Regions from separate parts of the Mus musculus genome. Here regions 1, 3 and 4 are each linked to region 2. Evidence: chromatin contacts called from public Hi-C data. All regions are on one chromosome and are shown on one strand. Each heading gives the region's core, a stretch centred on a gene start, on an enhancer-like site or on the middle of the called end of the contact. The rest is flanking DNA. Distances are from core to core; before and after follow the strand shown.

Evidence for each region. A called contact is a pair of places that touch in the nucleus more often than the background predicts.
Region 1: a Hi-C map of the N1E-115 cell line shows a contact between it and region 2, with 4 times the contacts expected there. The contact joins the promoter of 4930401C15Rik here to the enhancer-like site in region 2. A contact is called at or near these places in 3 of 484 Hi-C or Micro-C datasets (the N1E-115 cell line, adipose-derived mesenchymal stem cells and induced pluripotent stem cells).
Region 3: a contact with region 2 is called in a Hi-C map of the N1E-115 cell line, with 6 times the contacts expected there. The contact joins two enhancer-like sites. A contact is called at or near these places in 4 of 484 Hi-C or Micro-C datasets (the N1E-115 cell line, nephron progenitors and uterus) and 1 of 115 datasets of contacts at active chromatin or transcription factors (extraembryonic endoderm stem cells).
Region 4: a Hi-C map of cortical neurons shows a contact between it and region 2, with 2.3 times the contacts expected there. The contact joins two enhancer-like sites. A contact is called at or near these places in 3 of 15 datasets of contacts at CTCF or cohesin (the NIH/3T3 cell line, embryonic stem cells and stem cell-derived epiblast-like cells) and 12 of 484 Hi-C or Micro-C datasets (the AML12 cell line, adipose-derived mesenchymal stem cells, cerebral cortex and 4 more).

The regions. Positions count from the first base shown.
Region 1 is chr10:25,833,712-25,840,340 of GRCm38.p6, reverse strand. 4930401C15Rik (RIKEN cDNA 4930401C15 gene) reads left to right here and starts at 2,904. Exons shown (of 5, transcript NR_045349.1): 1 at 2,904-2,934. It also overlaps the pseudogene Gm19801 and the pseudogene Gm6906.
Region 2 is chr10:25,680,089-25,686,874 of GRCm38.p6, reverse strand. No RefSeq gene overlaps it. Among named protein-coding and RNA genes, the nearest start is that of Gm36543, 31 kb to the left of the region's middle. Within about 2 kb of position 5,429, at least 7 of the 459 cell types and tissues checked have an H3K27ac peak or open chromatin away from gene starts, as enhancers often do. A contact at or near this core is called in the N1E-115 cell line and cortical neurons, where this site is marked.
Region 3 is chr10:25,919,006-25,925,023 of GRCm38.p6, reverse strand. No RefSeq gene overlaps it. Among named protein-coding and RNA genes, the nearest start is that of 4930401C15Rik, 85 kb to the right of the region's middle. Within about 2 kb of position 4,238, at least 14 of the 459 cell types and tissues checked have an H3K27ac peak or open chromatin away from gene starts, as enhancers often do. A contact at or near this core is called in the N1E-115 cell line, where this site is marked.
Region 4 is chr10:25,873,211-25,879,948 of GRCm38.p6, reverse strand. No RefSeq gene overlaps it. Among named protein-coding and RNA genes, the nearest start is that of 4930401C15Rik, 39 kb to the right of the region's middle. Within about 2 kb of position 2,003, at least 8 of the 459 cell types and tissues checked have an H3K27ac peak or open chromatin away from gene starts, as enhancers often do. A contact at or near this core is called in cortical neurons, where this site is marked.

The DNA of each region.
Region 1 (6,629 bases), core at 1,655-4,154, 160 kb before region 2:
AAGAATCGACCACAGCTTCTTCCTCCTGAAGGAATGTAGCTTAAGACTTCTCCCCTCCTTGTTTAGTTGTATGCAACACACTGAGTTTCAAAACTGCTGGTACTGCTCCATCAGAACCATTCCACCCCATCCCAGACTTTCATTATCCCTTGTAACCCAGTCAAGACTATGGGGAACATATAATTTCCTGAGTAAATATGCATTATTGGCGTTAGCATGGCTATGTTAAAAGACGACAATGCCTCAGACTGAGGGAATAGGAAGGCTCTTGCAGGTGGCACATACAGGACATCTCTCTAGCTGGTTCTGTCCCTTTTCCTAATTAGCCTCCAAGTCTCCTTTCTTATACTAACATTCATTGTTATCTCTATTTCTCATTTCTCTTCCCAGCTTGCTTAAGAACTCTTCCTTCCCATCATGCCCTTCCTAGTTTTGTGACAAATATATATATATGTGTGTGTGTGTGTGTGTATGTAGGTATATATATATATATATATATATATATATATATATATATATATCTCCACATATAAATATAGTATCCACAATAAAGCATGCATTTGTCTAAGTTTGGCTTATTCTATTCAACATAGTGACTTCAAGTTACACCCATTTTCCTACAAATGTCACGATTTCATTTTTCTGTATGACTTCATAAAATTCCATTATGTATACATACCAGATTTCCTATATTCATCTGTTGATGGATATGTACACAGGTTTTATATCATGGCTGTTGTGAATGCTAAGTCTCTAAACAGGTGCAAATATTTCTGTAGTATGTTGACGTAGATTCCTTTAGATATGTACCCGAGTGGCAGAGCTAAACATACAGCAGTTCTATGTTTAGTTCTTTGAGGAACCACCATGCTGATTTCTACAGCAGCTATACATGTCTCTATTCCCACCTCAGTAAACAATTTTTCCTCTTTGGCATCCTCACTAAATTCACTGTCCTGTGTTTTCTTGATGACAGCCATTCTGACAAGCAAGTTGGAATCTATCTCAAAGCAGTTGAAATTTGCACCTCCTTGATGGCTAAGGATGCTGAACACTTTTTCAAGTATTCTCAGCAATTTGTTTCTCTTGTTTTTGAGAACTATGTATCCAATTTGCTGGCCTATTTTTAAATTGCATGGTTTGGCTTTTTTGCATTTAATTTTTATAGTTCTTTATATAACTACACATAAATCACCTGTCTGATGTGTATTTTAGGAAGGTATTTTTGCCCATGCTGTAGGTTCTTTTCATACCGCTGGGTTGTTTTTTTGTTTTTTAGTTGTGTGTGGGGGGGGGGGTGTTATTTTGCAGTTGTTGTTGTTGTTTTCTTCTTCTTTACTTTGCAGAAGGATTTTAATTTCATGTATTCCCATTTGTCAGTTTTGGGAATTATTTCTTGAGCAATTAGAATGTTTTTGAGAAAAAAATGCCTATAACTATATAATGAAATGTTTTTGCTATGCTTCCTCTGTTTCAAGCTTTTATATCTTACTGTAAATTAATATGAGTTATGCTTATTTCCATCTAGTTCAAATGAATGAGACTCAAACTATCACTTATTAGGCTCTACACAATTACTAGGGGATTACTCTAAGACTAGACTGGCTATTTCCTCAACTATGCTCACCAAATAGTCGCAGTTTGAATCTAACTGGGTTATTTCTGTTCCAGCAGTCTGGTGTCCTGGGGAGGCATTTCACTAGGGGTACATGCTGCTGGTCCATCATGGCTAATGGAGGCCCCCTGTTCTGTCTTTACTTCCTCTGTGCTCCTTTGCTTTCTCTCTCTCCTTTTTCTCCTTTCTCCTCCTTTTTATCTCTACTTGAGTGAGACCCCCCCAGCCTGGTAACTCCAACTTCACCTCTTTCTATTCCTCCCAAGTGATTGGCTGTTGCCAGTTTTATTTAACCAATATTGCTTTAATTGGGGAGTAAGGTTTTGTACAACAAAGGCTGATATACATGAGCCTTTTGTGGCAACCAGATCTCGGGGTACAGAATTTAGCATATGGATACAAGCAGCACCAAACCAACCCCCAACATCTTACATTGAAATACTTGATCCATTTTGGATAGATATTTCTGCAGGATGAGAAATACAAGTCTACTTTCACTCTTCTACATACAGAAATCCAGTTTCCTCAGCTCAATTTATTTATTTATTTTGTTCTTAATATTGTTTATTAGCACAGTAACAAATACAGACATAAGAAATCTAAATTAACCAATCAACTGAACAGTTCCTGTTCCACACTTACAGTAGACTCATCTTTGCAACAGCTTAAGGTATTTCACTACAGGTTTCCACAAATCCTGATTCAACCCTCAGAGTAATTTGCATATAAAATAAAATACATTAACTACATGGTGTCTTGTAGCCAGGTATCCATTTTACATATATGAGGTAACAAACTCATCTTTGCAAACTTTTAAAATACCATTGTTTCCTTCTAAGAAGGAAAAAACAAATTCCAATTTTTTTGAACCAAAAAATTGGACTTTACATAAATGACCATGTGTGTAACCTATACAAATTTAAGCTGATTTTGAAAGTATATTAGACTACAATCAATGGAGCACAAGTGTCTACACAGGCATTCTTTCCTGGTGTACTAAAAGTCAGCTCTAAAAGTTCAAAGTTTCAGCTCTAAAAGTCACTATTACCAGTTTGTCTACTGTAGCCTATATAGGCCTAGGAGAGGCGTTCTCTCTCATCTGATTAGTTAACTTGTCTCTCATCTGATTGGTTAACTTGTCTCTCATCTGATTGGTTAACTTTGGTCAATTCTCAAAACCTCATCTTGGCAAAAGAACCTTTACTGCCTATGTATGTGTGGTGACCAGCAGTAGCCAACTGCCACTCTGCAACTGCCACTCTGTAACTGCCACTCTGTAACTGCCACTCTGCAACGGCTTCCCACACTCCCTTGATACTGTAAGTTACAACAATCCTGAAAAGTAAGACTGAATAATATCTGTTATAGAAATACCCTACTCTTTACCAACTCCCACTCCCATACTTTCAAAACTCATAAACAGCTCTCTTCTGTGACAGACAAATTATGTAAGAACTGAAAAAACCCAGTTTATGTAGCATATCTCTTGGTCTGCCGTCTAGCCATTCTGTCGTGTTCTGCTCTGTTGGTCATATACTGAGTGTCAATACTTCCCACCAAAGGGTCAGCAGGATTGCAGTCTGTAAGGAGTGAGCAGATAGAAAGGAGGACTTTCAAGATGGTTAGTGCTGGGCTCCAGTTGTCTCTCAATATGTCCAAGCAAATAACTCCTTGGCTATTAATATTACAGTGATAAATTCTTGTACGAGATGTAACCTTTGGAGGCTTGAAAGGATACTCTGGTGTAAAAGTAATGTCAAGGAAGAATCCTCCACCTTCATACACAAACCCTGGAGGACCCAGAGTGCTTGATCTCCACTCATAGATGTTATCACCTTGAGGCCAGTGCTGCAGTTTGGCGGAGAGTCTAAAGTGATGCCTGCCAGCTCCTTCTGGATCCTCTTGGTGCTGGGAGAGAGGAGCTTCGAATTTCTGCTCATGCTGACTTTACTCTCCTTCTTCTTGGGGGTGTTGCCTTCTTTCTTGGGCTGCTGGTTGGAGGTCAAAGATGACAAGGAGCTGGTGCTGGCCCCTCTCTTTGTGTCTGGCTTTGGCTGCGGCTGGGCCTGGCCATTCGTGTCTTACTCTCCCTGGGAGAGTAGCCCAAGTGTCGAAACAGCAACTATTCTCAGCTCAATTTATTAAAGAGGCTGTCATTTCATTAATGGATATTTTTACATGTACTGGTGTCAAAAATCAGGTGGCCATAGCTATATAGGTTAATTTCTGGGTTCTTTTCTATCCTTTGGTCTACACATTTATTTTTGTGCGACTACCTGGCTGTTTTGTTATTATAACTCTGTAATGTAACTTGATGTTATTTATTGCCAAACCTTTGGTATTGCATTTTCTGCTAAAAATTGATTTGACTATTCAAGGTATTTCAGATTTTCATATGAATTCAAGGCTTAACTCTCATAATTCTGTGAAAGTAGAAGTTTTCTTAGTGGATGTAGTGAATCTGTAGGTCATATTTGGCAATATAGTCATTTTTCTTCATAAATTAGATAGTTCTACCTGTGTTTTTTAAAGCATGGGTTTGTAAGCCTTCAGTTGTGTTCAGGTGGTGTCAGAAGTTGGCATGATTTCATTGATTAGCTTCACCATTTGCCTTATGTGTTCACCCTCTTCTTTTAGGATAGACTGAATGCACTTTTGCTGGTAGGCACTGAGAGTAATGGTGGGTTTCTGGGGACTCAGCACTTTTTCCATCTTTCACTGCTGATAACTGACCCAACCCGCTGGTCAGTCAACAGGATCTGAAAGGGAGAGAGGGGAGATGGAGGGGCAAGAGACTCGAAGAATGGAGACAAGACAGTCTGTCTGATCAAGTCTTGTTTATTAAAAGGCAATTATCAGTATATAAGCACAAGCTGGGGAGTGCAGCTGGAGACACTTAACAACAAGTACCTTGCAGTACTAAACCGTAAGTCCAGGATGTGTCTGAGAAAAACGGCATGTTATCAGAGTGTGTTCAGTTGTGGTGGGCTGCTTGCAAAAACATCATGCTAGGAAAACAAGTCTCTCGTCAGGATGGAAAAGTACCAACCTGTAATAAATAACCTGAGATGTAATAAATAACCTGAGATGTAATAAATAACCTGAGATGTAATAAATAACCTGAGATGGCTGCAGAGATGAGAGCTGCTTTCTGCTAGGAGCCGGCTCCCAGCAGATAATCTTTTTTCATAGTAACCTGTTCGATGGCATTGCCTAGATATTGAGGTTGATCAGCTGTCAGCTCTAACTCTTTCTTCATGTCTCTCTCACTGTCAGAGCTGAGTATGAAAACAGTGAAGCACTTTTTCCGTCCTGTTCATATCTTCTTGCTGATCATATCATCTTGTGATATCTTCTTGTTTTTCTTTGGCTTCCTCATATTTGTCAGCTATGTGCTCTGCCATTTCCCGGAGACTTTTCTTCTCCTCTCTACAGTAATTGAGATCTAGCTGTTTCCTCTTTTGGTCACATAATAATTTGACCGTCTGCTGAATCTCCTCCTTAGCCAGGTCCTGCTTGAGAATGTACTGTTCTCAGAACACCTGGTGGCTCTGCTGATAAGCTGAAGATTACTCCTCAGGAGGGGGAACCAGATCCTTTTCAGATGATTTGAGAAATGCTGGGTTGGCAGCACTATGTTGTAAGATTCTTTTAATATGCTTCTCAAAGGGGTCTGGAGTTTCAGCCACAATGCACAGTGGAGACTCTGCCACTTCAGCATCTTCTCAGTTACAGAGCAGGGCAGGGGATGCTGGGTGGACTGTACTTAATAAAGGCCTTATGAGACATTCATAGGTACGGTGATGCAGATCATTGTGGGCCCCAGGATGTTCAGGACGATCCAGAATCCTCTAATTAGAGCTGATTGCCTGCATGGCAATGGCTTTGTACAAAGAATGTGCTCCACAAAGCATTTCTGCTCTGCAGTGAGTTCCTGTAAACTATCCTTATCTTCTTCATCTCATCCAAGAAATTGTGCAGTTTGTGAATCCAACTCAGTCCCATGCTGTTCATGCCAGCTTCATGGCTACAGTGGTATGTGAAGGACACTTGAAATCTCTGTGCAGTTTAATTGGACAGGAAATGTCAGAAGCAAAGGGATCATCTTTTCCAGATGGCCATTTCAGGGCAAACTCTAACTCAACGCACTCAAACACGTACAGAGGAGGGATGAGGTCAGCTCTGGGATCCCAGGACTTTTCTAGAATTGATAAATGGAATGATCTCATGAAACTGGAAAGCTTCTGTAAGGCAAAGGACATAGTCAGTAAGACAAATCAGCAACCTACAGATTGGGAAAAAAATCTTCACTAACCCCACATCCGATAGAGGGCTGATATCCAAACTATATAAAGAACTCAAGAAGTTAATCACCAGAAAACCAAACAACCCAATCAAAAAAGGGGGTATAGAACTAAACTGAGAATTCACAATGGAGGAGTTTCAAATTGCTGAGAAGAACCTAAAGAAATGTTCAAAGTCCTTAGTGATCAGAGAAATGCAAATCAAAACAACTCTGAGATTCCACCTTACATCAGTCAGAATGGCTAAGATCAAAAGTTCAGGTGACAACACATGTTGGAGAGGATGTGGAGAAAAAAAAATCCTCCATTGTTGGTGGGATTGCAAACTGGTACAACCACTCTGGAAATCAATCTGGAGGTTCCTCAGAAAATTGGAAATAGAGCTACCTAAAGGCCCAGCTATACACTCTTGGGAATATACCCAAAAGATGCCCCACCATGCCACAGAGGCACATGTTCCACTATGTTCATAGCAGCCTTATTTGTGATAGCCAGATGCTGGAAACAGCCTAGATGCCCCATGACAGAAGAATGGATAAAGAAAATGTGGTTCATTTACACAATGGAATACTGTTCAGCTATTAAGAATGAGGACAGCTGCAAAACAAGAGGCTGGGGATTTCGTTAATGATAAACCAGTTCTCGACGGAGCTTGGGGAAGGAAGTCTCTCTGTGAAGGTCTGAGGGAAGCGCTCATGCCAGGTAGATGC
Region 2 (6,786 bases), core at 4,180-6,679:
AGTCATGGTTGGAAACTGTAGATTCTGTGATAGTCTAAGAACAAATGAGCTGTCTGGTTCTGAAAAGCTCCAGACCTTCGCACATGTTATTTCATGAACATTATTCCCCAACTGCACTAGCTTAAGAAATAATTATTGAATGTCAGTAATTATGCTCATGACTAACAAAACTGAAAATACAACATAAGATGTAGCAACTATATTAGAAAGACAAATACTGGATCACTGGAGCAATGGACTGAGATGAAGTATGAAGAAAAAAAACCTTACAGGCCTAGAAGTAACAGGTGGTGCTTTCTACAGTTTCACACAAACTTTCCACTCTTGATATTTAACCTTGATAGTAGATGGCAACCATTTACATGTGATCCTTATTTCTACCCAGGCATTTTGGAAGTGATAAGGTTTTTAATTTTATTCTAACATTGTTCTGCAAGATCATCCATTTTAAATTCGGTTCTGTCAACAGCTAAAACAAAGGATCGTTATTTACATCACAAAAGGAGACTTGTGTTGCAAAGGATTCATCGCAGAGGAGATTCTTTCAAAGGGCTGGCTTTTTGATTACAATTAAAATGCTTCAGTTTAGAACAAATTTATCTACCTGCAGCTTTTCAGTTCTTAACCTGGGAGCCTAAGTACACTATGCATATCTCATTATAATACCTGAACTTTCTAGGGGGGAAAAAAACTACTCAGTTAAGATGCAATAAATCAGGGAAGGAGAAAAGAAGGCCCAGCCAAAGAGAAGCACGGAGAAGAATAAACAGGAAGGATGGACGTTAAAACTCATAGCAACTCTGGAAAACATTCATCCTCAAAAATCTGGGGGAAGAGTCAAATAGAGCAAATCTACGTCTTGCTTACACACTCACATCATCATCCCCCGAAGCTTCTGAGGTCAGAGGTTCTGTCTAGTCGCCAATTCTTACCTAGCCATACCCTTCAACTATACATGTTGTTAACCAGGCCTGCCCCATTTTCTAAAGTATCTCCATTTTAATTGAGCTGTGCTAATTCTAGAAACTACAGTATTGGGTTTTAGAACTAACATAACTTTTTTTCTCTAGATTCTTGCCTTCCCCATCCTCATTGCTATCTTATTCACAGTCTGGCTTTCCACCAATGTGCCATAGAACCTTCCTCCTTTCTCTAGAAGGGACTCTAGTCTCTTCAGAGAACCCTTCCCAGACTGTTATCTGTCTGCCTGTCTGTCTATCTATGATGCTAATAATTCTTTTAATTAATATTTTACCCAAAAAGCAATTCACTTTAGTTTCCTATTTGAACCCCAAACCTGAAACCATTCAGATGGAAATAAATAATTGATGAACCAAAGAATTAACAATTTGAATAGGGAGATAGTTCATTTGGCAAGATGGTTACCTGACAAACATAAGGACCTGAGTTTGATACCCAGAATACACACACACACAAACACAAACACACATATCTATATCTGTATATACATATACATATACATATACATATACATATACATATACATATACATACATATACACATATCCAGGCTTAGCAGTGGAAATAGACAGATCCCTGAGGCTTGCTGGCCAACAAGCCAGCCTACTTAGCAAACTCTACACCAGGCTCTGTCTCAGCAAAACAAGATGGATGGCTCCTGAGGAAAGACAAACCAATATTGACTTCTGGCTGCCACACGCTCATACACATTTACTGGCATACACCTGGACACGTACGATGCAGGCACACACACAAGAATCAGTATGTAGCACCAAACAGATTACTCAATTCATTTTCATCCAGTGGATGTCCGAGGAACAATTCGGCCCTTTTGTCCTTGGCTCAGGTGCTTCAGCTTCAGCTCCTTAGCCCAGCACTCCACATTCTAAGAAAAAGTCACACCCAAACGATAAAGATATTAACTTCTACAGCGTCCCTTAAAATTTTAGAACCCAGATATCTGACTCTTTCAAACAATATCAGAATGTGAAACACTCTTTACTTACTGTACATCGCCTAACACATATCATAAGCAGTGTTGAGTTTTGCCTCCTGGAAAGTTGTTGCCTAAAGAATGAGAGAAACTAGCCTTGCAAGATCAGAAGGCAACTATGATTTTCCAGCAGGAGGGAGGGAGCAATGTGCAACAAATACTACACCTATTCATCATTGACCTGCCCTGCACATCAACACCTACATCCCCACCACATCTCCTCCCACTAAACTTTCCTTCCTATGCCTGATGGTCTTCTTTTGTTTTTAAGGTAGGCAGCTCCTTACATCTTGTCATGTTCTGTATATGTGAATAACTGGTTTTTTTTTTCTTCCCAACATCTTATCATCCTAGTATTGTCTTTTAAGCAGCAAGCAAACAGACTTAGGTCTTGGGAATATCAATCCCTCATTCTGGTACCCTAAAGAAGATAGTTAAGCCAAGGGATACTACAGAAATCAAGATATGTCTTTGCTTATCTTCTAATATAAACACAACAAAAACCCCAAATCACTACTATTGAAGATTTGGTTACTTGCTCTCTCTATTGACAAAGCAATAAAATAGTTACTTAAATTCAATGGTAACTAATACTGATCTAGTGTTTATAATTACTAAGAAACCATATGTACATATATGTATGTGTATATATATATATACGTATATATATACACACACACACACATACATACTAGCTAATTTTATGTCAACTTGATACAAGCTTGAGTAATTCAGGAAGAGAGAACTTTGAGAAAATCTTCCTACCAGACTGGTTGTTGGGCAAGCATTTTCTTGATTGATATTTGATTTGGGAGGATCCAGCTCACTGTGAGTGGTGTTATCCCTGGCCTGGTGGGCCTGGGTACTATAACAAAGCAGGTTGAGCAAGCCATGGGGGAGCAAGCCAGTAAGCAGCACCCCTCCAAGGCCTCTGCATCAGCTCCTGCCTCATGCTCCTACCCTGTTTGAGTCCCTGCCCTGGCTTCCCTCAGTGATGAGCTGTGACGGGAACTGTAAACAGAAATAAACTTCTTCATCCCCTAGTTTCTTTTGATCGTGATGTTTTTTATCACAGAAATAGAAACCATAACTAAGACACTTTATAACAGACATCCAAATATCCCATAACTAAAACACTTTATAACAGACTCATCCAAATGTCTTGACCAGAGGACAGGATCTTCATTATATTCTGTCTCTGTTCCAGTCTCCCTACCCATCTAGATTAGAAACAAAAGCTTTTTTTTTCCAAAAGGAGGGAGACACCTGATGATCGGCCCTTTCTCCTCAAAGACACACAAAGTACTAAAAACATAATCCACAACTCCTCCTAAGGGTTCCATGCATGCTTCTCAGAGATGAAAAATGATTGCAAACAGAAGATTCCAGCTCAGTCCAAACTAGGCAGAAGCCGCAGTAATGCAGAGAATCCTTGGAGATAAAAAGAGATTTCTATCCCCATCACCAAAGGCATTGTCTCACTCCATAAACCTAGAAGTAAATTTCAAAAGGTGCTGTGGCTTCTAAATTTTCTGCTTATATAGCCAGATGTCCATTGTCTTTTTAAAGAGAAGACAAAAAGGAGTAATTACAATTCCCAGATAACCCAAACCCCACATGTTGGCCAGTAGTTACTACTCTCTCACTGACCAGAGAATCCCAGCAACCAAATTACAGAGCTGCATGAAGTCGGTGTCAACTTATTTTTATCCTTGCAACAAGCCTGCCAACCTCCCAGTTCCTGCTGCCATTCATCCAGCTCTTACCTTGCTTTTCCAGCATAGACACTTATTAGGCAGAGAGGCAAAACTCTCCTGTCAAGAGAAAAGGACCTATAAACCATTCTCCAGCAAAGGGAACATGGTCTTTGAGGTTGTCATAGCACTGGGATCCCAGGTTGATTAGGTCCCTCTCAGGACTCTCTGTGCATGCCTCAGTGATAATAGCACAAATTTGTTAACTAGCTAAGAAGGCTCCACTTGTGGTTGGCAGCATCCAAAATAGAGTCCCATGATTCCCACTAGCACATCCCTTGTAACCAACAAATAACAGGAACAGCAAAGTAAAAAAGAGACACTAAAGCCATGTTGAGCAATTCATGTGTAGAGATATGTGCATGTGTACTGGGTGTCTCTCTCTATCACTACCCACCTAAGACTTTGAGAAAGGGCATCTCACCTCTTTTATAGGGCTCAGCTTGGAGAGTTAGCCACTCGTCCCTCAGGCTGTAATAGAGGGGGAAGGTCAGGCCAAGGGTCAAGTTCCTTTTCTAACAGTAAAGTGAAGAACACAACTGCCTCGTGAAACTGAGAATATTGCTGGAGATTGCTGCCCAGGGACTTCAGGCTAAAGCAGGAATTATCTGGCACTGCTAGACTCCAAAAGCATTAGCCTGGCACTGTTGGAGTCCCTGACCAAATGTGCCTGTGAATCTTTAAGAACAAGCTTCAACTTGAAATTTTGAAACAAGGAAAATTATGTGAGTGTCATTTTTTCCCATGTTAAAAGTACAGCAGCAAATGTTCTTTCTGATATTGGGGGTGGGGGTGGGGATGTTTAAAAGGCTTTTTCTTTTAAAAACCTTTCTTTTCAAGGAGTTAAAATTATTGAAGAGCTGGCTGGGCAGATGACTCAAATGGATAATGAGGATCCGAGTTCAGATCCTCAGAACCTATACAAAAGCCAGGCACCACAGCACACATGTATAATCCTAATGTTAGTCAGGCAAAGACAGAGGCAGCCCTGGGGCTTGGACCGCCAATCTAAACAAAAGAAGAAGCCACAGGATCAGCGAGAAGTCTTAAAAAAAAAAAAAAAAAAAGATGAGAAGCAACAGAGGAAGGCACTCACCAGCCATCAAGTTGGGTCGGAACCACATGCATACTTATCTGCATGCACAAATGTACATGCACACACACCATACGTACAAATGTCATGGAAGTAAACTTCCTTCCTATAAAGAATCATTTGGACACAAACCAAGTGCAGAGATGAAATCTCTGCCTTTGGAGACTGATGGTGGGTTCAAATCCCGGCTCTATCACTCTCGAGTCAGCTTCTCCATGTAAATTGACAGTGACGGATACTGTTCTAACTACAGTGTGGTAAGGATTTGAAAAATGAAAACTCACAAAAAAATGAACAATAGAAATATTTATATGCTAAACCGTGTGATGCATGTATCCAGGGCTCTGTAAACATCAGACATCACTTTTCAGTCTAGTTCCCCAAGGAACATACTTGAAAGCCATGGCAGTTGAGTTTAAATAGGTCAAGGATAAAAGAACTGAGAGACTTTTCCAGTTTACACTCACTCCTTGGACTACTGACCATCTTCATTTTAAATAAAAAGGGAAAAGAAGAAGAAGTACACAGTCGCAATACACCTTTATCAAAAGCGTGTCTGTTTATCTTTCTATTGCTCTTTGTAAGGGTTAAGGTTACTTTTTGGCGCCACCAAGTGGCCACACTTAACGGCACAGTGACACTTCCCCAGGTTTTGTTTTAACTGAAAGGATCTAGGAAGCCTTTTTAATAGACCTTTTCATACCCCTGAAAATGAGGGGAAGCACTCTGGGTTGAGCAAAACAGCGAACATTACCAGTGACTCTGTAGAAAACTGGCAAGAAGAAAGCTCTCCGTGAGGAAAAGCAAGGATGCAATGTGTACTTTTTTTTTTCCTGTTGCTTTGCTATGCTTTGCTTTGCCTTTTTTCCCCGTCTTGTGAGTCTTTTGCCTGCTTGTCTTGATTTTTGTTTCTCAGTCACTTGTTTGTTGTTGGTTTGTTCTTGTTTCTTGTGTGGTTTGGAGACAAAGAGAGAACACATTTACATGAAGTTGCATGGATGGTGGAAATTACCTGGGAGTAGTTGGAGGCGGGGAAATATGATCAAAGTACACTATTTGGAACATTTTTTAATTAAAAAATTAGAAACTTAAGGAAAATAGAAATATCAGCGAGGCCTCTGGACAGGAAGTGATCAGGGCCCAGAGCTGCCCTTGCTTCAGTGTGTGCGAAGCCCTTCACTCATTTCTAAGTTTTAAGAAATGTCAGTCAGCATGGTGACATGCTGCTATATCTATAGATCAGTGATGCACTCGACCCACATCGGAGAAGCTTCTGGGAGTAGATGGGAAGCAACACAGAGATCCATAGTAGGACAACGTGCTGACAGGCATCTTCATCAAATCTCTCTGCTCAGGTTCAGGGAGCTCTGGTGGAGAGGAAGAGGAAAGCCAGAGGTGATGGGGAATACCGAGGAGACAATGTCTTCCAACCACCACAGGACTGGTGCACATACGGACTCACGGAGACTGTGAAGCATGCAGCCGGCCTGCACAAGTCCATGCCAGTATGGGTCCCAGGGCTATAGGGGAGAAGTTGACAGAGAAGTCCCACACATAACAGGAAGTCATCTCCAATAGATCCATTTTTCCGATGGAATTTCACTTGGCTTATGAACCACACTCCAGGACAGGCCCCGGAAATGGTTGGCCAACATAAAACAAATTCAATGTGTACTTTTTTTTTTTCCTGTTGCTTTGCTTTGCTTTGCTTTGCCTTTTTTCCCCGTCTTGTGAGTCTTTTGCCTGCTTGTCTTGATTTTTGTTTCTCAGTCACTTGTTTGTTGTTGGTTTGTTCTTGTTTCTTGTGTGGTTTGGAGACAAAGAGAGAACACATTTACATGAAGTTGCATGGATGGTGGAAATTACCTGGGAGTAGTTGGAGGCGGGGAAATATGATCAAAGTACACTATTTGGAACATTTTTTAATTAAAAAATTAGAAACTTAAGGAAAATAGAAATATCAG
Region 3 (6,018 bases), core at 2,989-5,488, 240 kb before region 2:
TTTACTTACTTACTTAGCCTGGATTCTTGTGTGGGTCCATGCAAGCCACAGTACAGGTCAGCAGAAAACTGTGGGGGTCAGTTTTATCCTTCTCCCATGCTCATTCCAGGGATAGAAATCAGCAGGCTTGGTGGCAGACCCCTGCAACCCCTGAGCCATCTTGCTGGCCTGTTCACCAATGTATGCCAGTGAGCCAGACCATCGATTTCTATGACTACATGCTTGAACTGTCTTTTCTCAATTTTGCTACAAAGGAAATCATGTAATGTGTACTTGTTGATGCTTGGCTTTTTGTCAATGACACAGCATACTGTTTTACATACATACATACATACATACATACATACATACATACTTACATAATGTTCATTTATGTATGGTGGTAGTGGTTACAATCTCTCTTCTTGTTGAGTGGTACATATTCCATTGTGTGTATATCAAGATTCTATATTTCCCTGATGGACCACTACTCATGCACAAATACTGATCTTCATGCTCATATAAATTGTATATATATTGGTTTATAGCTTGAAGTTTAAGTATGGGATTATATGGTGAATGCATATGTATGTAATTGCTTCTCAATCTTGGTTTTCCAAAGTGTTCATTTACACCCCTGAGCACTCCATCGTGTATCTGGATCCATGACAGAGATCGACTTCAGACATTCTTCTGAACGTTTGGGAGTATCTTGTGATACCTTTTCTGACCAATGGTGATTTTGCATGTCCTCTCCTGAGAGATTTATTTGCTTATCAGTAAATAGGTATTGTGCTATTTCCCCAAGTCTGTGGAATATCTATGTTGCTTTTAGCAGAGGAGTGGCTTTCATGTGGGTAAAGGTCTAATTTGTGACTTTTGTTATTTTATATTGTTATTGTGTGTGTGTGTCCCACTTTAGAAAGATCTGTCTAGCTCAAGGCTGTAAATATTTTCTCCAGTTTTCCTCTGGAGGTTTTATAGTTGGGGGTTTTTGTTTGTTTCTTTATTTGCTTGTTTTGTTTTTTAATGTTTAACTCAACAATACATTTAAAGCAATTTTGCATATGGTGAATAATTTACTTCCATATGAATATCCAGTTGTAATGGCATCAATGGTTGAAAAACTATTTTCCCTTCTGAGTTGTCTCAACACTTTTATAGAAAATTAACTGACTACATATGTATGGTCCCTTCTTTATCACTGTACTTCACGCTACTGATTTCAATTGCCTATCCTTCTGACAGTATTACATTGTCTTAATTACATCTTTGTTCCTCATTTTAAAAATTAGCTTAGATAATCTAGGCTTTTTGCTTTTCTGTGCAAATTTCAAAATCACCTGCCAGTTTCTATGATTCCTTTCTAAAGGCCTGCTATAAATTCTTATTAAGATAATATTAAACAAAGGCATCAGTTGGGGACAACTGGCATCTTAACCTAAATATGGAGTCATTTGATCTACAACCACTGCATGTATCTCAGTTAATCTGCGTCTGATCAGTATTTTCTCCGCAACATTTTGTTGCCTGAATCACACATTTGTTAAATTTGTTTCCAATAATTTCATAGTTGGATGCTATTGAAGCAATACTGTAGGAATGGAGCTATATGTCAGCTAGAAGGGTGTTTGCAGGCATGTAAGCACAGCTCATTTCCCAGCACTGTGTATACTAGGTGGGGTGTCCCATGCTTGCCCTCTGAGATCTCAGACAGTAGAGGCAGAAGGAACAAGAAGGAGCTCAAGGCTATCCTGAGCTATCCTGGGCTACCTGCCAATCTGTCTCAAAAATTCACACTTTGAGAATACAGAATTTTGCTTATTGTTTGTACATACGGCTTCAGTCAATTTCTACGACACATCTATGATTGTTCGCGTTTGTTTCTGGGTTTCGTTTTCATACATTCATTAAGATTTTCTGCAACATAATAAAGTTACTGGGATTAGAATATCAAAGATAGCTGGTAAGAGTGAGTCTTAATCCCAACAGTACAGAAAACCATTGAGTTTTTCATTATGAAGTATAATGTTAGTTGTAAGTTTTTCATAGTAATTATTAAACCAGAGAACTTTCCTTTTGTTCCCAGCTGACAAGAAAAACTTATCTTAAATGGGTGTTGAATTTTGTCAAGTGCTTTTGAGAATCTGAGACAGCATGCTTTCTTCCATTTTGTCAATAAGCTGACAGTGATTGATTACAATACTACACTAACCTCACATCTGAGGCCTTAAAAGCCCACTTGGCCTTATGGTATCATCATCATAGCTTTCTAATTCAATTTGTTAGCAATTTGTTATGGGTTTTGAACAAGATTAACAAGCAATTTTGATTTGCAGTTTGGTCTTATCACAACAACTTTTCTTTATCTAGGTGTAAGGATAAACTGCTCTCATCCTTTATTAAATATATAAAATATGTTTAAAATATATATTTATAAATATACTATATGTTACATATAACATATATAATACATATTATATCCTTGACTCTGGGTGGTAAAGATGCTTCTCTAAGTTTGCAGGTCTGGGTGCAATTTTATCTTAATTTTCTATTTCTATATAATTTTTACACAAATATATAAATATATATAAATAAACATACTTTATATATTTATATATCAGTAACTAGATTCATGTTATTTAATCAATATTGTAGCTTATTGTTGATTCTTCTTTTAAGTCTGCCAATATCCTATTTTTGCATAGCCTGGGAGCTAGTGAGAGTTTTCAGGTTCTCATAGTCTTAAAAATGAAAAGAGGCATAGGACACCGGAGGTGCAACACATATGTCCTGAGTTCTTCACAGCCAATCTCCTGATATTACTCCATGTCAGCTACCCTTTCCCACCCTATTGTTATGGAGGGCCTAAGCCACACAGTAAGTTGACATGACTTTTAGTTTCTCATGCCCCATTATCTTCTGGGAGAATGATCCTAAGTGAACCAATGTCTTTGTCCAACATTGCCCTAGATCACTCCACTCTAAAGAACTCCTTCATTTTTGAGACCCAACTTCCATCTGGATCAGTTTCATTCCTCTTGAATAATTTCTTTCTTATAGTGTGGGTCTGCTACCAGACAAAAACGTCTGTGTCTGTGGCTTCATAAAGCCAGAGTCTCCTTCTAATCCCCATTTATATACTTACTATATAAATATCATCTGTCTAAATGTAAATGTGTATATACATTTCAGTGTACCTACTTATGTTTATAGCAAACTCTGGTCCATTTTATCTGGCAGAAGTACAGCTCCCAGGCCCCACAGTTGCCTGTGGAATTAGAGACCCAGAAGTCAAAATGTTCTAACCCCATTTGATGTGTTTGTTTCTGGATGGTAAAGATGCTCCTCTGAGTTTGTGGATCTGGTTGTAATTTTAATTATCTCAATTTTCTGTTTTATCTGTCAATGCTATGAGCTTGAAACAGAAGTTATATGTACATTTAGCTGTTTTCTTCCCCTAAAGTGCAACCATGGGAGCATATTTTACCTGTAGTGATATTACTATGAATTGATATTATTAAATAAGGCATAAATAAATAAAAGAGGGTACAATCCACCTTGTAATTTGCTAAGGACATTGTGTCAAATTCTTAATTTTAATATTTCAGTTAATTATAAAAACTTCCTAGTAATAAGTACATACATATCTCAAAACTAAATTTATATGTGTATTAAAGTTTCCTCTACAACCGTGTTTTAACAAAGATATTTTTAAGGATTTCCCCCTTTTAAAAACATACAAAATATGTTATAAGGAATATACCAACCATGTGATTAATCACCAAAATTATTCACAACTATCTGCCAAGCCTACAAAGGATTCCATTTGTCCTTCCCACAGTGAAGTTGTAAATTAACGTCAGTGAATGCCAATAAATCCTCGAAGTGAAGGCATTAGTAGAAACTCCCCCACCCTATTCATGTAAAAAAGCTGTACTGGCTGTCAAGTGGCAGCAGCAAAAATCATTGCTCCCACAGCACCGCACTAGCTTCATCCTACCTAATTGTTAAGGAGGAATTGTACTGAAATTGCACAGGAGGAAATTATCTGCCAGGGTTTCGGGACTTCACCCTTTACACACCCCTGAAGTGACAGAGTGTTCTGCCATGGTGTCTTTTTATTTTCCTTGTTTGAAGCTGTATTCTGAGTTAGGAACAAAAACATCCTTAGTAATTATCTTTCCTTCTTACACTGATGCACCATGCAGCTCATGGCTATGTAGCATGGAGATAGTTGGCTCTCTTTCAACTTCCATAATAAGAGTGGACAGTCAGCCCAGATAATTCAGGACAAATGTTCCACTGGGGCCCTGAAGCATCTTGCTTGTTATCCCTGTTAATCACATTAACTACATAATGGCCAAATTCTATTTGGTCCTTTGTGATATGCAGGCAATTTTGATGTTTTATTATTATGGTTTGTCATTTGTTTTTACCTAGTTAGTCTGCAAACCATAGCACAAGGGAAGAGCCTTTCACTCACAGGAATGATAACACACACACACACACACACACACACACACACACATTTTCCCGGGATATGGGTTTTACAAGTTAGGGACCACTAAACAAGTGAAACAAATTTGACAACATACAATCATATTCTTTTGTTGCCTAGGGTCCTACATCTCAGGGACCAGCAAGCAAATGAAACACATTTTTATAAGCTCCACTGATATTTTCATATGGCCTATATGCCAACTAAAAAAAAATCAAATTGGTTTTTGTGCTGTTGTTTTTGTTTTTAAGAAGTGAGACAAGGTTTTTAAATTCCTTCTTCCACCCAGAGTTTCTCGATCTCAAAATTATTGACATTTTAGGCGAGGTGATTCCTTGCTGTGGGGGCATCATTCTCAATAGGCTATTCAGCTATTCATCCTCATCTCTGGTTTCTTCCCAATAGATATAAATAGACCTCCTACACATACACACACACACACACACACACACACACACACACACATTCCGACAATCAAAAAGGACACTAGTACACTTATAATCCCTAAAGTTCATGAGATCAGGCCCAACCAATTTCTCAAGCTTGTTTTATAGGTTAAACCCCTAAGTGGGGGGTTGCACACAAACACGGTTATAGAAATGAGACCAGGCAGTAAAAGACATGGGTCATTGAACAATGGGTATAGAACGTTTCTGAGAACAGACAGTTCTGGGGTTAGGGGAGTTTAGGTACATTCAGTCTCTGGTTACTGGGGTAGGACACAGCCCAGTTCTGAGAAAAACTCAAGTTTTATAGTAAACAGAAACTTAACTTGGCCACAGACTCAAAATGGGATCCAGAAAGAAAATGGAGTTCTTCTCTAGCAGTGGGGAAGCAGAGACAGGTAAACCTCCAGGCCTGCTAGCCATCCAGCCACACCGTATCTGTGAATTCTAGGTCCCAGAATGGCTCAGTCTCAAAAATAAAATGGGGAGACCCTAGGGAGCACTGAGGTTGACTTCTGGCCTCCACTCCAACATGAGTGCACCCACACATGTGCAGTTGCACACAGAAGAACCCCCATCCATATATATACAAATATACATGTACATAAAACTAATTATTGAAGGTTTCTATAGGCTGTAGAATGTCCTCTGTGGAAGTGAATCAAAGCCACTCCGACTGAGAACCACTGAGTTTGTGATTTTTTTTTTCAAGATGTTGAAATGTTTTTCAACCTTCAGTTCCTTTAATCACTGTGATAAGCAAGATTTGCATATTTGTCTAAGCAGACCCAATCTTCATGGCAGTCTTATTTTTCTGTTCTATGCTGAAATAATACTTATGAGATACTAACTAGATGCTCTGTTCTCTTTACCCATGTTATCAGTCAATCACTGCCAGTCAGTGACACCCTCAGACAAGAAGCTAAGAAACAGAAAGATGGTCCAATACTCAGCAAAGACACCAACAGCCATTCTCAGATGACGGCTTTCTGTTGGGGGTCCAAAAACACACTGAGATTGCCACCTAAATCATCTTAATGACTAGAATTTCACTGATACTGTGTTTGAAATAGCCAATTCTGAATTCTCCAA
Region 4 (6,738 bases), core at 754-3,253, 200 kb before region 2:
TGGTGGGTCTCAGGTTAGGGTACTTGTCAAATGTGTGAGGCCTTAGGTCTGAGCCTCAGAATGCAAAAACAAAACAAAACAAAAATAACAGGAAAACATTCTTTTAATACCTTTACTATATTTCCTCCATATACTATGTCATAGTTATGATTTTACTGCTTTGAAGAGACACTATGAGCAAGGTAACTCTTATAAAGGAGGCTGGCTTACAGGTTCAGAGGTTCAGTCCATTATCATCATGGCAAGAAGCATGACAACATGAATTGCTGACAGGTGCTGAAAAAGGAGCTAAGAGCTCCACATCTTGATCTTCAAGTAGCAGATGTGAAAGTGACTTGAGCCTTTGAGACCTCAAAGCCCGCCCCCAAACAGTGACACACTTTCTCCAAAAAGCCACAGCTACTCCAACTAGGCCACACCCACTCCAACTAGGGCACACCTCCTAGTAGTACTACTTCTTATGGGTCAAGACTCTAACACATGAGTCTATGGGGGACATTCCTATTCAAATCACCACATACTATTTATCAGTAGCTAGGAAAAATAAATGGAACAATGACTGCCTAGTAGAGAAATACCACATCTCAGCAAGATTCTAGATGTTACAGTTAGCTATGAGTGCCTCCTCAAAAGCTTCATAGACTCTAAGGGTGAAGTCCTGAGAAGGACACAACCCCATTTATGTAAATTATTTTCTGACTAGAAATACAGTCTGCATTCAGTAATGAGGAGACTTCAGCCATGCATATATAAAGAATATTCTACTAAAAATACAAATGAGATGTTTGTGAGTGATGGTGGTCATCCAGACTGTGACAACATAACAAACGAAGCTGAGGACACGACCCAGAGTACAGGACCTTGATCCTTGCCTCCCTGCTTTTCCTGCTCTCTTCCACTTCATCCCAGAGATGAGCAAGCATTTACATTCCACCTTACATCTGATGTTCACATTTACTTTAGACACAGATGGTAGCCAAGTGCTCTCTGTCCTTGCTGTCAGCCCTTTGCTGTGCTTTCCCAGTGATTTTGTGGTTGAATGAAGGTTCCTTCAAGTAGATTTAAGAAATGCTCATGGGAATGACACCCTCTGAGCACTTGCATTAAAAGCTATGTTTTCCTCTGGCCTTTCTACTTGAAGGGTAAGTTGCCCAAAGATAAAGTCCTTGATGTGCACTCGGTTAGAAAGGTTTCCATTGTCTCCTGGAAGTAAATTGAGCCAGGGAAACATACAGTTTCTTTAGCCTTCAATAATGAGCTTTTTTTTTTCCTGATGACCACAGGCTTTTTGTTATGGTTGTAAAGCCTAGTTACTTTAATTAGATTTGCCTTTGCCTTGACAGATCTGGGCCTACTTTCTTCAGAACACACACCATTTCAACAGATACATTCAAGACTCTTTCTTAGAAGAATTCTCTTGCATTATTTCTGTTAATGTTTATTGCATCCATGCTTTCCAGATGGGTCTTCTTTAAGAGCACCATATATTTGTCTGGGGAATGACTTTTGTCTTTTTTCTGTAGTTACTGTGGGCTGAAAGGGGTACACTGGCTCCCCGGGGTTTCTGTCACTGACTTCTAATTCTGAATACCTGTTCAAATGGAAGTTATTTGAATGATACCTTTTTAATCAACAAATTACTTATGACAGCATCCTTCCAGGACTAGACTTCAGTTTCCTAACATTATGGTTCCTTCTTTCCCCACCATGGCTTCCTGAGTATCACTGGAATGGGGGCTGCCTGAGAAGTCAGGCCCCTCTTTTCATTGGTTTGTAGTCCTAAGGCTCATTATTTTCCTACATCTTAACATAATAATATGATCCAACAAGCACAATTTTACACACACACTCACATGCACACACATACACACACACACACATACACACAAACACACACACACACACACCCTGGTCTGACACTGAGATGTCTGATCTGGACTGGTTAGTGTGCATGAGAAGTAAAGCAAGCTGTGTCCTCAGATGAACTCCATCCCTACTTAGTATCTGATTTCTATTCATTATTGGATATGCATATGATTAAAGCCAGATGGTAAGGGGCATTCACAGCAGAAAAATAGTAACATGACCTGACCTATTAATCAACAAAGAGACGCTCCCGCTGAGCCCTTCAGTATCAAGCTCTTCCTTCTCTTGAATCTTCTAGAATGAAGCCCCAGACAATAATTGGGCTCTTTGAGTAATTTTGCTCTATAGTTGCTGCTATCTTGAAGTGCACTCTGACCAGTTCTTTAAATTTGCATTGAATAGTTCCCATGCTACTTTGCAACCACCATGAGCCTCTATTTCATTTAATTGAATAAGAGGTAAAGAACCTAGAAACAGCTAACCCTGACCCATACTACAAAGAATGGATGAAAACATCCCCCCATTTGATTTTGGCTCTATTTAGAAAATAGAAATTCTTATACACACTGATTTCCAATTTTAAACAATATTTTAGGTATTAGAATAGGAAAATACCCTTTGTTGTAATGATAGTAAATCATTAATCTGTTCAAGAAATATATATATATATATATATATATATATATATATATTTAAAAGATTTGAAAAGTCATTTCAATGTTGGACCAACAGATCCAAGAGGCCACAATGAAAATATTACAGGTTTTGAAGTCAGCAATGCTAATCCATGTGACTTTTGGTTAACACGGACAACTCTTTTGGGCTTCAGGCTTCTCATATGTAAAATAACATTCTCTATTGGATAGGCTATTTGGATTAAATGAAATCAGAGATAGAACGAGAGTATATGAATTTAGATATTACTCTGTGTCCCAGACTACTAGGATTATAACTAAATAATTAAAGTAGTCTACTTATGGTTGTGAGTCTGTATCCCTGTAGGCTCAGGGTAAGAGCTACTGAGAGTTTTGAAGATTACCGATGCCTGGCTGTTGCCTAGGGAAACCAGGGAAGCTCTCATTGCAGCATGCTTGCCATATTTTACTTTGCATAGCGTCAGCCTCTGGCTAGAGCAAGCAGGCAACCCCAGATCAGGACAGCTGCCACTAAGACCCACTATTAAAAAAAAAAATGAACTAGGAGAGGAGGGGCAAGACTATGAAGCTAACTTTAGGACAGTCAACTGGGTCTTTGCTGTTATAGCTGGGAGAATTCTGTCACTTTCCCAGCCTAATGGCTATTCCTGTGTGGCTCCCACACTCAGTCAGTGGCCTGCCAACCTGAAGCACCCTGAGAAGGGGCCTAATATTACTGTGAGTGTGAAATCCTTGAGATAGCTGTGAGATCGGGCCTCACAGGAGAAGTAGAATATACACACTTTCTAATGATGTTAGATTTTTAAAAATACTTCAGTGAGTGGAGCTTATTTTATATCACAAAGAACATGTGAAATCAATGATGTAACCAAATTTTGTCATTTTGTATGACTTGAAGACACAGCCTGTGGCTGCTTCTTAGAGCGCTCACCCCAAATAAGATAAGCCATCCTCATTTTGATGAAGTTATTTTTAAACTAAAGTGATCGCTTTGTTCTTCACCATCTGCCAGGTTTACTTTATTGCATTAACTCTTTTGAAGGCACATTTTTGAGTGTCTGCAACTCACACTAGAAGTGGAAAATCAGCAAAGTTGCAATTGCCTTCCTAAAGGGGGAGGGGGGGTTCTAGAATGAAGTGTTAGTGGTATTATTTCAGACTGCCCATGGTTTAAATATTGACACAGAGACTTACTAATATTTTCAAGCTTAGGTGTTTTAGCTAGGCAGACTCTTCGCTAGCTCATTAACTTAACCTGGCTTCTCCAGCCCATAGTTCTTTGCCTTTCTGCTCCTGTTTACATCCATTCACCCCTATGTCTGCTGGCAAATGTCCCGCCTCTGATTTCCTTTCTGAGTCCCTTTCTCTGCCCCGGAGTTTCACCTTCTCTTTTCTGCTTAGATACCGGCCCTCAGATGTTTATTAAAGTCAATCAGATATCATTCTAGATTGCCTTAGGTAGATGAGGAGGGAACAAATAGTTACAAAATGAGTCCAGGGATGGGCCATAGCTCTCTGCCAGTACAGAATTAACAACTGAATGTATGGAGACATACCTTGGCATAGTGCACCTCAACAAAGTATTCTTCTGGGGCTGGAGAGATGGCTCAGCGGTTAAGAGCACTGACTGCTCTCCCAAAGGTCCTGAGTTCAAATCCCAGCAACCACATGGTGGCTCACAGCCATCCATAACGAAATCTGATGCCCTCTTCTGGAGTGTCTAAAGACAGCTACAGTGTATTCACATATAATAAATAAATAAATCTTTTAAAAAGATGTTTTAAATTTTAAAAAAAAAGTATTCTGACTTTGAGTCAGGGCTCGTTGATGGTTGGGGTGACCACATCCTAAGATCCTGCCTTCTGTCATTCACACATCAGTTGGCAATGTTGGAGCACTCTTCAGCAATGCTTTGTCTGATGAATCTAAGGTGGATCTTGCTAACAGCACAGGTAAGTGCCTTCTGCATAATGGAACTATACTTAAACAGGAAAAGCTTTGTTGTTATCTGGGCATCAAAGAAGACAGGATACCCAACTCGATTCTCACCATCATTTTTAACATTACTATAACTTGAATTAGTCATGTGGTGTATAACTTTTACTTTGTATGGTTATGAAAGGATTATAAAATAAGGGTTTTTTTAAAGAATAAATATATAAAAATCATAGTACATATGTCAAAGTTTTTCCATGCAGAAGGATTGTCATAAGATACTGGGAGAATATACAAGTGTTTGAAAGATCGTCCAAGTGTTTACTTTCAAAGCATGGACAGATGACATAACAAATGTGCCATCATGATAAATAACCAGAACATCCATCAAAACAAAGGCCAATGCACAGAATGTTGTGTGCACAGTTACTGTATTGTCTGCCAGTATTTATGGGACTGACTTGTGGAAGGATCAATTAGCCATACGCATCACAAAGGGCCCATCAAGCTGGGATCATGCATCAGAGAACTCCAAGAAGCCAGCACAGTAAGGATGCACACCGTGTACAATGAGACCACCTTCAGTGGCTGCCCCACCTCTGCTCTAGAAACTCATTCAGTTGCAGTGAGCTATGAGTACAACTGGTGCTACTTAGCATCTTCCTGCACTATCCCAGATAGATGTGGCCGCAACACACCTGCAACATCTCTCCAAAGGGTTTTCAGAATCACAGATGACACTACTTGGGTGGATAAGTTTCTTGAAGCACAGCTTACCCTTCCCAGCCTAGCTGTATTTATGTCTGAGGCAGGCATGTTTCCACACACGGCCCCACAAGGATGCATTCCAGAGACTACCGTGCACAGACAAGGTGCATCTCATCGATCTCTGGGCTTCATAATGCACAACATCCAGGTTCCTGAGGTGCCAACAGAAGCTGTGCGGCTTAGGCTGTTGTGTGTGCCCATGCTCCTCCAGGCCCCTCTCAATGGAACAAGCAGGGTTATTTTCCTAGGCTGAAATGCAAGAAAAAAATAAGGCCAGGTGTTCCCACACTGCTTTATAGCACATGGAAAGACAGCTTTAAGGAAGGCTTCATGCTGGCATGATGCTATCCTTGTGGTTCTAACATCTTTTAAATACTACACTAATACTTAATGTCCAGGATCACTGTCAGGTTAATACACTGTGAAAACCCGATACAGTGCCTAGCATGTGGCAACTGACCAGTAAATACTGCGTGTCCATTTAAGAATGAACTGTATGACCCTGACTGGAAAGAGCATGCAACCTGAGTAAAGTTGTAACATTTAATAATATGTTTGCAAATTCATCTTGATTTTATGAGTGGCAGAAGAATATATTCTATATTTTAAACATAGAACATTATACAGTAAAGTTATAATTTGCCTGCTGTCTATTATTCTCCTCTATGTTCTTTTCTCTATCTTATAGGTCCACTAGTGGGGTGAAATTCTGTATATATTTAAACACCGTGTTTTAATATAAAATAGTGTGAAAGCTCTGTTTATCACAGCTTCCCATTGCTGTGACAAATTACCTTACTTAACTCAAGTAAGTGGTTGGTTGGTTCTGTTGCGTCGGGGCATAGTGCATCAAGGCAGGGACCACATGAACATAGTGCATCAAGGCAGGGACCACATGATGCACAAAAGTTGCTTACCTTTGGGTGGCCAGGAAGCAAGCGGGGAAGGGAAAGAGGAAAGAGCTTGCGATTCAATATTTCCTTGAAAAAACTTCAAGGAAGGATGTGACTTCCTCCCAAGAGGCCTTGCCTTCTAAGAATCTACCACCTCTAGTAGAACCCTGAGGCCCTGACAAACTATCAACACCAGAACCTTTTGGTAGAACATTTAATATCCAAACCACACAAATACAACAAATGTAAAAGTATATAGTTTAAACATTTTATACCATTAATTAAATGACATAATTGTATATGTTCCATACTAATATTGATGTGTGTACGGTACATGTGTGCGTGTATGCATGTAGATGTGTATGCCCATATGCACAAACAGAAGCCAGAGAAGAAGTCAGACATCCCACTCTTTCAGTCTCCATGTTAATTCTCTAGAAGGGTCCTGACCGGACTTGGTCCTAGGCTGACAGTCAGAAGCCCTAGGCTCCTCTGGTTTTCACAGCCTTCTTATCCTGAAGAGGTAGATGCTTGTGGCCACGGTTTCATTTTTTACATGAATTTTGGGTATTGAACTCAAGTCTTCATGCTTGACCAGCAAGCACTATTACCTGCAGCTT